Regions from separate parts of the Rattus norvegicus genome. Here region 1 is linked to region 2. Evidence: chromatin contacts called from public Hi-C data. All regions are on one chromosome and are shown on one strand. The core of a region is the stretch at or near the end of the contact, and the rest is flanking DNA. Distances in the headings are between cores, read along the strand shown.

Evidence for each region. A called contact is a pair of places that touch in the nucleus more often than the background predicts.
Region 1: a Hi-C map of the A7r5 cell line shows a contact between it and region 2, with 2.9 times the contacts expected there. The contact joins the promoter of Kcnu1 here to the promoter of Pomk in region 2. A contact is called at or near these places in 9 of 12 Hi-C or Micro-C datasets (the A7r5 cell line, the Rat2 cell line, Schwann cells and 6 more) and 1 of 1 datasets of contacts at active chromatin or transcription factors (oligodendrocytes).

Annotation. Positions count from the first base shown.
Region 1 is chr16:72,930,170-72,935,914 of GRCr8, reverse strand. Kcnu1 (potassium calcium-activated channel subfamily U member 1) reads left to right here and starts at 3,700. Exons shown (of 26, transcript XM_063275979.1): 1 at 3,700-3,951. The coding sequence starts at 3,757.
Region 2 is chr16:72,785,736-72,792,150 of GRCr8, reverse strand. It overlaps Pomk (protein-O-mannose kinase), which reads right to left and starts at 1,402. Exons shown (of 5, transcript NM_001024883.1): 1 at 1,378-1,402. Fnta (farnesyltransferase, CAAX box, alpha) reads right to left here. Exons shown (of 9, transcript NM_012847.2): 9 at 5,958-6,415.

The DNA.
Region 1 (5,745 bases), core at 2,451-4,950, 140 kb before region 2:
CATGAATCAGAGGCCAGAGGCATTGAAGGCCTTGAAGCTGGAGTTGTAGGTGGCTATGCAAGCGACCTGACGTACGTAGGTGCTGGGAACCAAACGGGGGTCCTCTGAGCCATTCCTCCAGCTCTGTATAGGATTCTTCACTACCTCCTTCCCTCCTTTCTTTCTCCATTTTGAAATGGACTGCAATACTTACTGACATCTTTTCTGTTAGAGGTCACTTTAGTCTCAGAGACCCCATCTTATAGAGTCCCCCATCTCGTACTGGGCTGAATGCTAAGAAATAGCTAAAACTCCCAGAAACGACTGAAGTCCAGTAGCTGCTGAAGAGGCTCTGACTGGCTGGTCTCAATCCAGGCCAAGTGACCAGGGAAGCCATATGAGGTATTTGACAGGTAGCAACTGACTTAAGATGCCGGGTGTGAAAAAGTTGGAAATATACAATATGCATCTATCAGATTGGTTATCCCTACCCTTGGCCTTACTCCTCCTGGTTTGTGGGGTTGGTTTGTTTGGTTTTTGTTTGTTTGCTTGCTTTAAAAAGTTGCTGTCTTCAGCCAGGGACCCTTGGAGTTGAATTAGGGAAAAGCTGGAAGAAGCTGAGGAGGAGGGCAACCCCTAAGACCAGGAGTCTCAACTTACCTAGACCCCTGAGATCTCTCAGACACTGAGCCACCAGCCATGCAGCATAGACCAGATGATATGAGCCCTTCACTCACTCTCTCTCTCTCTCACTCACACACACACACACACACACACACACACACACACACACACACACAGCAGAGGACTGACTGCTGGTCTGGACTCAGTGAGAGAAGATTCACCTATCCCTCTAGAGACTTAAGGCCCCAGGGATTGGGAAGGTCTGGTGGGGTGGGGGTGAGGAAGGAGGGGACATTCTCTTGGAGATGGGGGAGGGGTGGTGGTTTGTGGTGAGGTATAGGATGGTGAGTGTTGGGCTCAGTCTAGGAGAGAGGTAGTGGCTGAACTATAAAGGGAGATTAAATTTAAAAAAAAAAGGGAGGGGCTCTGTCTTATCCCCCACTGACACGGTTTAGATCCCGAATCCAGCCATGTCCCTGATATATTACTTGTCACCTTTTTGAATAAAGAAACTTTTGTTGGCTCTAACTTGGTTTTCGTGGTGTACTATTCCCAATCTCCGACCCTAACATAGAGAGAGAGAGCACCGGAGGGAGGAAGGGAGGGGCAGGCCATTGTGCAAATGTAGAGATCAGAGAACAATGTTTAGGAATTGGCCCTTGAGTCTTAAAACCAGGTCCTCGGGTTTTCTGGCAGGTCCTTTAGCTGCTGAGTCATTTCATTTCATGAGCCTTCTTAATTCCTTTCTTAAAATAAAATCACATTTGCTTATGCATTTGCATGCATGTGCGTATGTGTGTGCGTGCACACCACGCACTCGTGTCCATGCTAGGGTGCGGCGCAAGAGTGGCGGTCGGAAGACAATTTGCAGCCCTTGGTTCTCTTCCTAGGAGTTGAATTCAAGTGTTCAGCTTGGCATCAGGCCCTCTTACCAGCTCTCTTTATTTTCTCTACTCTTCTCTTTTGTAAAAGTACGGGGCTTTACTATGCCCGCTCTTGCTCCCAAATAATGATACAGAGACCTTTACGGTTTTTTAATAAGGCTCTTGTACTATTGTGGGCAGATTCTGATCTATTCTAACATGGCTATGCTGGCCTGGCCTACTTCCCAGTCACTTCCCACCAACTGTGGCGTTACCTGCCATCTTGGTCTCGTCCTGGCCTTCTTCTTAGTCCGAGTCTCAATGGCGACTCCTTCGGGATTCTCTCCCATTGACCTCCTTTTCTCCCTTCTTCCCACCCAGGACACGCGTCACTGGGATCGGAAGTCCCGCCTCTCCCGCTCCTGCCCAGCCACTGGCCGATCAGCTCTTTATTAACCAATCAGAGGTGATGGAAAACAACTTTTGCACAACACTGAGACAGGAAATGGTTGACTATGCAAATGTCTGGACTGCAAACAGGTCGCTGTAATCAGCATCTGAATACACAGTGCACAAACCGTTGCTGCCCCCCACACCTCTCTGCTCCCCTCTCCTCCCACGCCCCTCCTCTCCTTTCCCTGCCTCTCCCCTCCGGTCCCCTCCGCACTCCTCTTCTCTCTTTTCATCTCTCCTCTGACCTTACAACATTTTTAGAAACAGGTCACACTACGTATCTGAGGCTGGTTTCAAACTCATGATCCTCTAACCTCAGTATCTAGAGTTCTGGACCACACAGTGCCACTACACTTAGCATAACATCTTTTCTTATATTTAATTTTAAATATGCTCTTTAAAACATGGAATGCCAGCAATAAGTCTATCAAGCAATCATTGTTTGACATATAATAAAACTATGAAATTAAGGAGACTCTTTAGACCTTGCCCGGTGACTGGGCAGAAGGGCCTGGACTGATGCTAGGAGTTCCTCACAAGAGTGTTCATGCTGCCATAGCCCAGTGCAGGGTAATAGTAGAAATGACAGAAAAACTGAGAGAACAGACATGGCAGTCCAGGAAATGCCTTCTTTGTCTCCAGGAAATAGTGTAAAGTAAGGCTGGGCCCCTAAGGAACACATGCTTTCCCAGATCATCCAGGACTAGGGTGAGACAGGCTCACCTCTGGAGATTAAAATTCCACCTGTCACTCATACAAATGATAAGGTATGACATTTCTTACAGCTTCGAAATAGAGACTTAAAGGGGAGTCAGAGGTGTTACTGACAGGGCAGAGATAAAAGCAAGAAAGAGGAAGATTTGACAAGGAATAGATGAGGACCAGTTTGATGGTACCAAGGGACGAATCACATTACAGTAGAAGCATTTATATAACACCCATAGTCTACCATGAGCCATTCTTACTTAAAAGATAAAAATATATGTCCCTAAATATATATAATTTAAAAACATAAATGATTCTTTAAAATGTATATATTTTTGGTGCTCTCAACTATACATATTTAAAGTCAATTATCATCGAGCAACCCATTTCATACCACGTGTGTTGTAGGTGTGTGCACATGACAACGTATGTGCCCAGAACACCCAGATTCTACTCCTTCTTTATTTTAGCACAATTTTACAAATGTGTCTCAATGTTACCAACCAGTCTTCATGTCATACCATAGATATTTAGATGAGTTTACCCACAACTTTTTAAAAGAACAAACAAAATCTAAATATTTTTTTTTTCTGGTTCTTTTTTTCGGAGCTGGGGACCAAACCCAGGGCCTTGCGCTTCCTAGGCAAGCGCTCTACCACTGAGCTAAATTCCCAACCCCACAAAATCTAAATCTTTAAGGATTTCTTTTCCTCTGAAATTTTCAAGAACCTAATATTGTCTCAGAAAGGTAGAGAACCAGTTCTGAGGTTGCTGTATGTATGTTACCAAAAACAAAATCTGAAGTTGCTTGACTAGACAATCCAATTGAAATAGGTAGCCAGCTGCTAGTCTCTGCACTAGAGAGTAGAATTCCTCAAGGTCTCAGAAGAAGTGATGAGGGCATCCGGAACCCTCATCTACTGACTACCCTGGGTAGTCTTTAGCATTCTCTGTCAGTTGACTGGCATCAGTGAGTTTCACCAGAGTGGTTAGGAGACTCTTGTCCTTTGAGCTTCTCATTGGCTTTCACATCAGATCTCGAGGTGATGCAATAATACAAGGAAGTGTGCCTCCTGGGACTGTTGCCGGGTGACCATGACATCATAGACTAGCCCAACAGTGTCTTCTCAAGATGTCTCAAACATTGCTAGACAATTTAAATAAGAAAGAATTGACGGAAACGTCATGTACAATCGAAATCCAAGCAGCATTCATTCTCTCCTCCTTGGCGACTTTCTTCGGGGGACTAATCGTCTTGTTCATTTTCAGAATAGCCTTGAAAATCTCAAGAAACTGGAAAACCGTCAAGGGGCCAAGAGGGATCTTGGTCAGTTTCCTTGTCTGAGACACCTGTGTGTGAAGATTGGCAAAGCTTGTTGACCATGTATGATGAGGGATGTACCAGAGTCTCTGTTCTGAAAAAAGAAAAAAACAGAAAACAAAAAACCTTCCATGTACATTGACGACAACCCTGTTTCAAATCTTAAAAAGACAGTTAAGGTCAAATGTACTTTATGGATTAATCCTAGCACTTGAGGCAGGAGGATTGATGTGAGTTTCAGGTCAACCTAGACTACATGGACAGAGGAGACCCTCTCTCCAGAGAGGGGGGTGGGGAGAGAATGAATGTATATGTAGTGTATAAATATACAATATGCTGTAAATAAATTACATATATATATATATATATATATATATATATATATATATATATATATATATATATATCTAGAGAGATGTTTTAGAGGAGAGCATATGGTCTTAGTGCATCCCAGGCCAGCCAGAGCTACAGACAGAGATTATCTACAATGTGAGCCTTGAGATTGGCCTGGGCTACATGAGATCCTGTTTCGGAGGGAGGGGGTTTTGCAAACTGCTAATAGGGAGCCACAAAGGCACAAGACATTGACTTAGCCTTACCTTTAAGAACCTTTCTGCATGATTCATATGTGTCCATATGTATACACTGCTCTTGTGTGTTACCAACACCAGCCACAGACACGTTGAAGGTAGTTTTGGTAGCGTAACTAGCTTTGCAAAGGTCGATGCTGACTGCTGGCAAGTGATATTGGGAACAGACGAGGCTTTGTGAAGATGACATTAATAGCTTGAAACATCTCTCTTCAATTCAACATGACTGTTCTATTTTTGTTGACTGTCTGTTCCTTTGCTTTGAGACAGGGTCTCATTCTGCAGCCCTGGAACTTAATATGTAGACCAGGTTGGCCTCTTAACTATGTAGACCAGGCTGGCCTCTTAACTCATCTGCCTTTGCCTCCTAATTGCTGGGATTAAAGGCATATGCCATCACAACAGACCCAGTGGAAGAGTTTTATTAAACTCTCTATGATTTGTTTTAATTTTCCACCACTTAGACTTTGTTTCTTCCTGAAATAAATCACAATAGGTTTTTTGTAATAGAATACTTTTTGCCTGTGCTTCATAATTAATATGTGGATTTTGCTTAAATATGTCTCTCATGTTAAAGTGGTGTAAAGTAACATAGTGTGAAAAAAGAGCAAAAATGTAATGTTATTTGCAGTGTGGTCTTTATATTTCTGTATTTGAGAATATTTGAGAATATCTAGTATTGAAATATATAGATTTTATTGATAAACCAGTTTATTCTGTAACTGTTTCTACTTGAAAGACTTTAAGCAGGGTTAGAGGCATGGCTCAGGGGTTAAGAGCACTGGCTGTCCTTCCAGAGGACCTGGGTTCAATTCCCAGCAACCACGTGATAACTCTCAGCCGTCTGCATTTCCAGTTCCAAGGGTTCTGATGCCCTCTCTTGGCTTCCCTGGACACCAGGCATATACATGCTACTGACACATAGCATTCAGGCCAAGTGTGCATTTACATAAAGTAAAAAAATAAAACTTTAGGACCTGGAAAGATGGCTCAGCAGTTAAGAGCACTGACTGCTCTTCCAGAGGTCCTGAGTTCAAATCCCAGCAACCACATGGTGGCTCACAACCACCCGTAATGAGATCTGATGCCCTCTTCTGGTGTATCTGAAGACAGCTACAATATATATTCTGTATATATTTACATATATATGTAAATCTTTTAAAAAAATAAATAAAACTTTAAACCAAGACTTTAAACAATATCATAAAAC
Region 2 (6,415 bases), core at 153-2,652:
ACTCGGTCTTGGCTGTTGGCACTACCAGACGGCAGCAGAACCTTGAGCAGGCAGAGTCTGTTACAAGGAAGCCTCGGAAGGTAACAGCGTGCCCTGGAAGGAGCTACTGGGACCTCAGCCTGTGTCTCTGTGCTTCCGGGGTGTCAGGAAGTAAGATGACCTCCCCACTCACGGTCTTCCCTCCTTCAGTTTCCCTTTCCACTGCTCTCTCCAGCCATGATGTGTATACTGAGCATGGGCCATAAGCAAAGGTCACAGAACGAATCCCATGATTGATCCCCAGTAAACCCTTCCCCTTTAAAAAGCTGACGATAACAAAAAAAGCCGGCACGCTCCAATGCTACCAGCATCATGGACAAAACGCTGCAGGAACCTAGAATTCATATTTTTAAATTTGCTTATTTTATACGCATGAGTGTTTGCTTGCACTCACATTGTCCAATATGTGTTGTGTGTGTGTGTGTGCCTGGTGCCCCGGGGGTCAGAATAAAGCGCTGGATTCCCTGGAACTGAAATTATGGACAGTGGTGAGCCATTAGGGAATCGAACCGAGGTCCTCTGCAACAAGGCACACAACACATGTGGCTCTTAACCACCAGCCATCCCTCCAGCCTCAGAATCCACATTATCAGCTCTATGCCGAACCCTCATTTCTTGGCAACTGGTGTGTGTTAACACACCTGTTTCTTGTGGACTGCCCAGAGCTTAGAGAATATGTGTAGCCGGCTGAGTAGGAACGTCTGGCACTGTTTAAACTCGACGGCTAGTTGATAACGGTGAAAAAGGACCAGCGGCTGTATGCTCACTGCTTAGGCTAGACAGGGAAAATTAAGTGAACTGCCAATGTGCAGATAGTTTATATGATTCGAGAAGGCGCTGGTGCCACCAATTCGGTTCAGACTAAATCTCACTTCCCGGTAACTATTTAAATATTCTGGATGTTATTTAGTTTGTGCAGGCGAAAGGGCGGAGGCATCAAATTTACTAAACGTCTAAAATTGGGTTTTAACAAAGAAGTGGGGAGAGAAGTGAGAGGGAGGGGGAGAGAAAGCGAGGGCATGGCGGGCAGTCTCCGCTCGCTCACACAGTTCAGTAGCAGCGCCCGGTGCACGGTAAGCACCCTGAGCGGGTGTGCACCGTACGCACCCGGAGAGGGGTTCTCGGTGAGCACCCGAGGGGAGTTGCACGATGAACACCCGGAGAAGGGGTGCACGGTAAGCACCCTAGGGGCCGCTGCCAGCACCAGTTTCCAAGTCTAGTCCCAGCTGAGCCCCATGAGAGCCCACTCTGGGGCTGGGCCGGGAAGATGGGGCCGGGGGTCGGGTTCGGAAAGGCCCCACAGAACCCTGGCCCACCTCACTACGCCCCGGAGCCTACCTGGAGACCACCAAATCCGGCTCGCATCCCAGAACGCCTGCGCGGCCGGAAGCGGTCGGAGGCGAGCGTTAGGCTGCCCTCTGGTGGCCGCCTCCCGCCTCACACTGGACGCCCGCGGCAGTGTACCCTCACCCAGCCAGCCCCTGGTTCTGGTTTCCTCTAGCCAAATTGGTAAACGCCAGGAAGCAGCAGCAGGGTTGAGCCTGGGGCTGAGGACCTCAGAGGGTTGTTTCCCCGATCTGCAGTTCTACACTCTCTGCAAAGCGGCGGCTGCCAAAGAGGGATCGTCAGAAAAGCAGCATGAGAAAATCGCAGACTGAGCCTCAGTGTACTGATGCCTCTGGATTTGATAACTACACGTAAAGGTGACTGTGGAGCTTCCACCTGAGACGCAAAGCTGCACTTCACAGACTTCAAGCGACGTGAAGGCTGGAAGGTCTTAATGTGTCACGAGAGGGGTAAGGGTGGGAAATGGAAAATCAGACATAACACCACCTAATTTGTTGTACTTAAAAAACTGATCTACTTTCCAGATTCGAAATCAAGACAGTACAGCGTGCAGGTTTAAAAAACCATCTGTGTTTATTATCCAAACGATGAGTGTTAACTCGAAGCATGCACCTTGATCAAGCACCAGAGGAGTGGGGCAAAAACAAAACAATTCTCAAAAAAAAAAAAAAAAAAAAACCAAAACAAAACCCTCTAAGCAACCTTTGCTTCTCGGACTGACAAATGCGTGCCTATGTGGTATGCCAGAGAACTCAAAGAAATGATAGAAAGACTCGCTGGAAATTGTGATCTACCTAATATCAATGCTATGAACTAAACTCAGGTAGTGTGGAGCCATTTCTCCAGCACCAAGGATATTTATTGTAGAAAATATACCTGGATATATAACAGCAAGAAATAAATTACATGAAATATATACACATATATGTACATATACACATATACATATGCATATATATATGCCATTAAGAACACTGTTCAATGAATAGTTTCCGTTTGAGAAGCTTTAAAACCTCTGGTGACGATGGAGGTAATGGCTGTAAAATAATGTGTATGAGATGCCATTGAAATACCCACTTAAAATGGCTAGGATAGGGGCTGGAGAGATGACGGCTTAGTAGGTGAGAGCATTGGTTGCTCTTCCAGGGGACCAGGGTTCCAGTCATCCACTTGGCAGCTAACCACTGCCTGCAACCCAGTTCTAGAGGATTAGACCTTCTGCCTCTGCCCTCTGAAGGCACTGCACACAGTGGTGCTCAGACATATAAGCACGCAAAGCACATCAAGTAAAATCCAAAACAACCTTTTACAAAATGAATAAAACCATGAGGGGTGTTATATACAGTTTGCTAGAATAAGAAGTGATGCTGTAGGGGCCTGAGAGGGCCAGCAGGTCAGGGTGCTTGCCGTCAAGTCTGACAATCTAAGTCCGAGATCCCTAGGACCCACATGGTAAGGTGAGTAAGGATGCTCACCGTGTCCTTTGCTCTCCAAATGCACATGCATGGACACACGCGCGTGCACACACACACACACACACACACACACACACACCCAAGTGACATTAAGTTATGCTGTAATGATACGTACTGACACAAAGAGATATTCACAACACATGGATGTGGTGCGTTTGGTGTTAAACAGCCTTCATAGGCTCACATGCCTCTGCGGTCCTCAGTGCGGGAGGCTGGTTTGGAAATAAGGGATTCTTTATTAACAGGCTTCGTTTCCTGTTCTTTGCTTCCTGAGTATGATGGTCCAGGCAGCCATCACATCCCTGCCTGCTCCTGAATCTTCCCTGAAATGATAGCCTGTAAGCCATTGGCATAACCAGCCAAAGTAATAAACATCTGCCCCTCCCCAGTTGCTTTTGTCATAGTGTTTTATTACAATACGAAAGGAACTAAGTCAACAGCCGAGGGTGGGAAACAATGTATTTAATGTTGTGGTACTGGGTATGGACTCCCGGAGCTCATGCTATTCTCACACAGCGGGGGCTGATAAAACAGTGCTTTCAAGAAAAGATGGGGAGGGGACTTCCCAGGAAGATGCTGACACCTCTGTAAAGCACAGCTTCAAAATCCAAGCAGAATTAGTGGCAGGGCTATTTGTGGTGGATCAAGGAAGACGACAGGTGTTTGGAGCAGCATGGATCTGGCCAGAGGATGTCTGCTCTGTTTTTCTCTGACCGGAGTTCAGTGTGGCTCAAATCCTGGAAGACCTCTGGTTAAGTATGAGACAGCAAAGACTCTCTAAGCCAGTGAGTGGAGGAAACCCTCATTTTTGTGCTGTTCTGTCCCCTTTCCCACTTCTGCCCTTTCTTTATTCATCCCCAGCCACCAGCACCACAGTAGTGAATGTGACTGCCAAAGCTGCAGGACCAGAGCTCAGCAGTCCTTCCTTCCTACCCAGTGGAGACGGACTCTGAAGAAGCCCAAAGCAGGCGCCCACCCCTCCCCAGGCCCACCCACTCCAATGCTGTAGCAGAATTGTGGATGTCGGCAGATTCTTGTGTTGTTTTTTTTTTTTTTTCTTAGAGAATGAATTACATATGGTAAGATCCTCCTCTATTCCCTTCTCCACCCTCTTCCCAGCTTCGTGTCTTTCCTCCCCTCTACCCCCTGCTGCTCCCATTAGGGCTGCCCTTATTTGCTTGCCTATGAGACCAGCCTCTGAGCACAGGAAATCTACCAATGGATTCACCCTCAGAGGAGATTCTCCCTCCATAAAGTGATCAACCAGCAGTCTTTCCTCAGTGAGGGGAAGGGGAGAAAGCACTGCCCCAGGCTGTGCTGGAGTCTCAGCTGGCTGGCTCCTGGGCAGGTAGTCGCTCAGTTTCTCGCTCAGTTTCCGAGGGCCCTGGCTGTAGCGTGTCCATATTCAGCCTTCCACAGCATTTGCCCCTCCGGGCCGTGGCCTCTGGCTCTCCCTCAGCCCGGTGCTTTTGTGTCCCTTAGCTCCTAGCGTAGGCCTGAGCACTGAACCCCTGCTTCTCAGCGCTGTGCGTGTCTGCACTGACTGCTGGGCAGTTTCTTGACGGTCAAACTAGAATCCGGTCTCTGCCCGGAGAACCGACACGGGTTCTCCAAGAGAACCCAATGTTCTGGGTATGCAGGCTGTGGTGGCACTTGACTGGGAGGCTGACTGAGCTGAACGTCACACCTGACTCCGATCAGCACAAGACACTTCGAGGGCCATGCTAATGATGAGGGGTCTGCTCGTGCCCAACAAGGCCGAGTGACATACACACTCTTGAAACAAACGCTAAAGCACAAAGTATTTCAAAGGGCGGAAGGAGGACCTGAGAGACAAGCAGTGATGGCAGAGTGGAGGGCATGGAGCAGACTGTGAGACAGGCTAACAGAAGCACATCTGAGGCTAGCTCTGGCCCTCCCGCAGCCTCTGGAACATAATAGGACTTACAGGTGTGCATCTCCATGCCTGCTTGTTTTGGTTGCTGACCGCCCCTGAACCTGTGGTGAATCTCTGCATGCAGGATCACGGCTGTGCTGCTGTGCTGGGCCCCTATGCTCCCTTAGTCCCTCACAGCTCTGCTGAGTCGGCAGCCCTCACGACAATGTTAAGTCACTGACAGTCATTCTGAGGATAAATGTTCTTTGACTGGCTTGTTTTTGTGAGACAAAGCCTTCCTATGTGGCCTGGCTGACCTGGACCCTGAAATGTAGAGCAGGCTGGTCTTGAACTCACAAAGATACACCTGCTTCTGCCTCCTAAATGCTGGCATTAGAGGCAGGCATCACCATAGTTGACCACGAGGCTGTGTTTTGTTGTTTCTACTAAAAACAGAGAGATTATGATATGTTATGCTATTTCAAATATAGAACTAGACACTTGGGAGATAACAAGTGACAAATACTAACATCAGATGTAAAAACAAAACAAATGTTAAAAATGACTTAAATGTATTTTCTCTACTAAAAGGTATTTCCCAAGTTTATGTGGTGGAGGATTATTCAACCCCTCACAGTAATTTCCTTAGCTGTGGTTTGGTGTTCTAACACTGGAAACTCCTATGGACTGCTGCTGCAGCTAGCACACTAGTGTGAGCCACTCAGGTCCTTTGGTCAGTTAGCACACAGGTGTGCTCCTGTAGAAGGTGGCTGACCTGGAGACGGCAGCAGACTGTGCTTTCTAACTCCTCACACAGTGGTTTCCCAGCCCTGGTTCAGGCAGCAGAAACCTGTTGCTATTGCATGGTGTGGATGCGGGGTGAACGTCTAGATGAGGCAGTGACTGTGAGCTGTGCTGAATAAATCCAGGTAAATTATCAAGTAGATTTTGTTGCTCACAGTAAAAAAAGGACCAATTTCCATTTTAAACAAATTTACATTAACCTCCCTTAATCACATATTGTATAGTAATATTTTCTTTCTCATTTTTTGACATTTTTTTTCAAAGAAGGCCGCCCTCTGTATTCTGAAGTGGCCTGAACCTGTCTGTGTAGTCCAGACTGGCCTCAGCCTTGCAGCACCACTCCTGTCTTGGCCTCCCAGGCACTGGGCTCCTTGCTTGTCCCTTATATACTGTTAAACACCAAGCACTATGGAGCTGTTTGTAGATAATGTGATTTTATTATAAAACCTTTCTTTTGGCATTAGTTGGTTACAGTGATAGCAAGATCCTGTGGGTGAGGCCAGCAGCCCTAATCATCAATGCAGTCCCGGGCAGCGCTCCGAGGTTCCCATGACTGCAAACCCATGACACAGCTGCCCTTAGCCACGCCCAGCACACAGCCGTGCACCATGTCTTTCAGGAGATGCTGATTCTACAGGATTGGATTAAATGTTGGGAAGACTACAAAAGCAGTAGTTCCTTTACGGGAAAGTTTTCTTCACCCTCCCCTCCAATGACCTTGCTTTAGGAAATCGACTCTTAGCTAGTCTGAACAGCGTCAGCACACAGGAGTCATCCTTAGTTCTTGTTAGAAACAGCACCTGGACAACGTTAGCTCACAGGCATGAGATGACCGCTCTAACCGCTCTACACTCCCGAATAAGAGGCCTTAGAA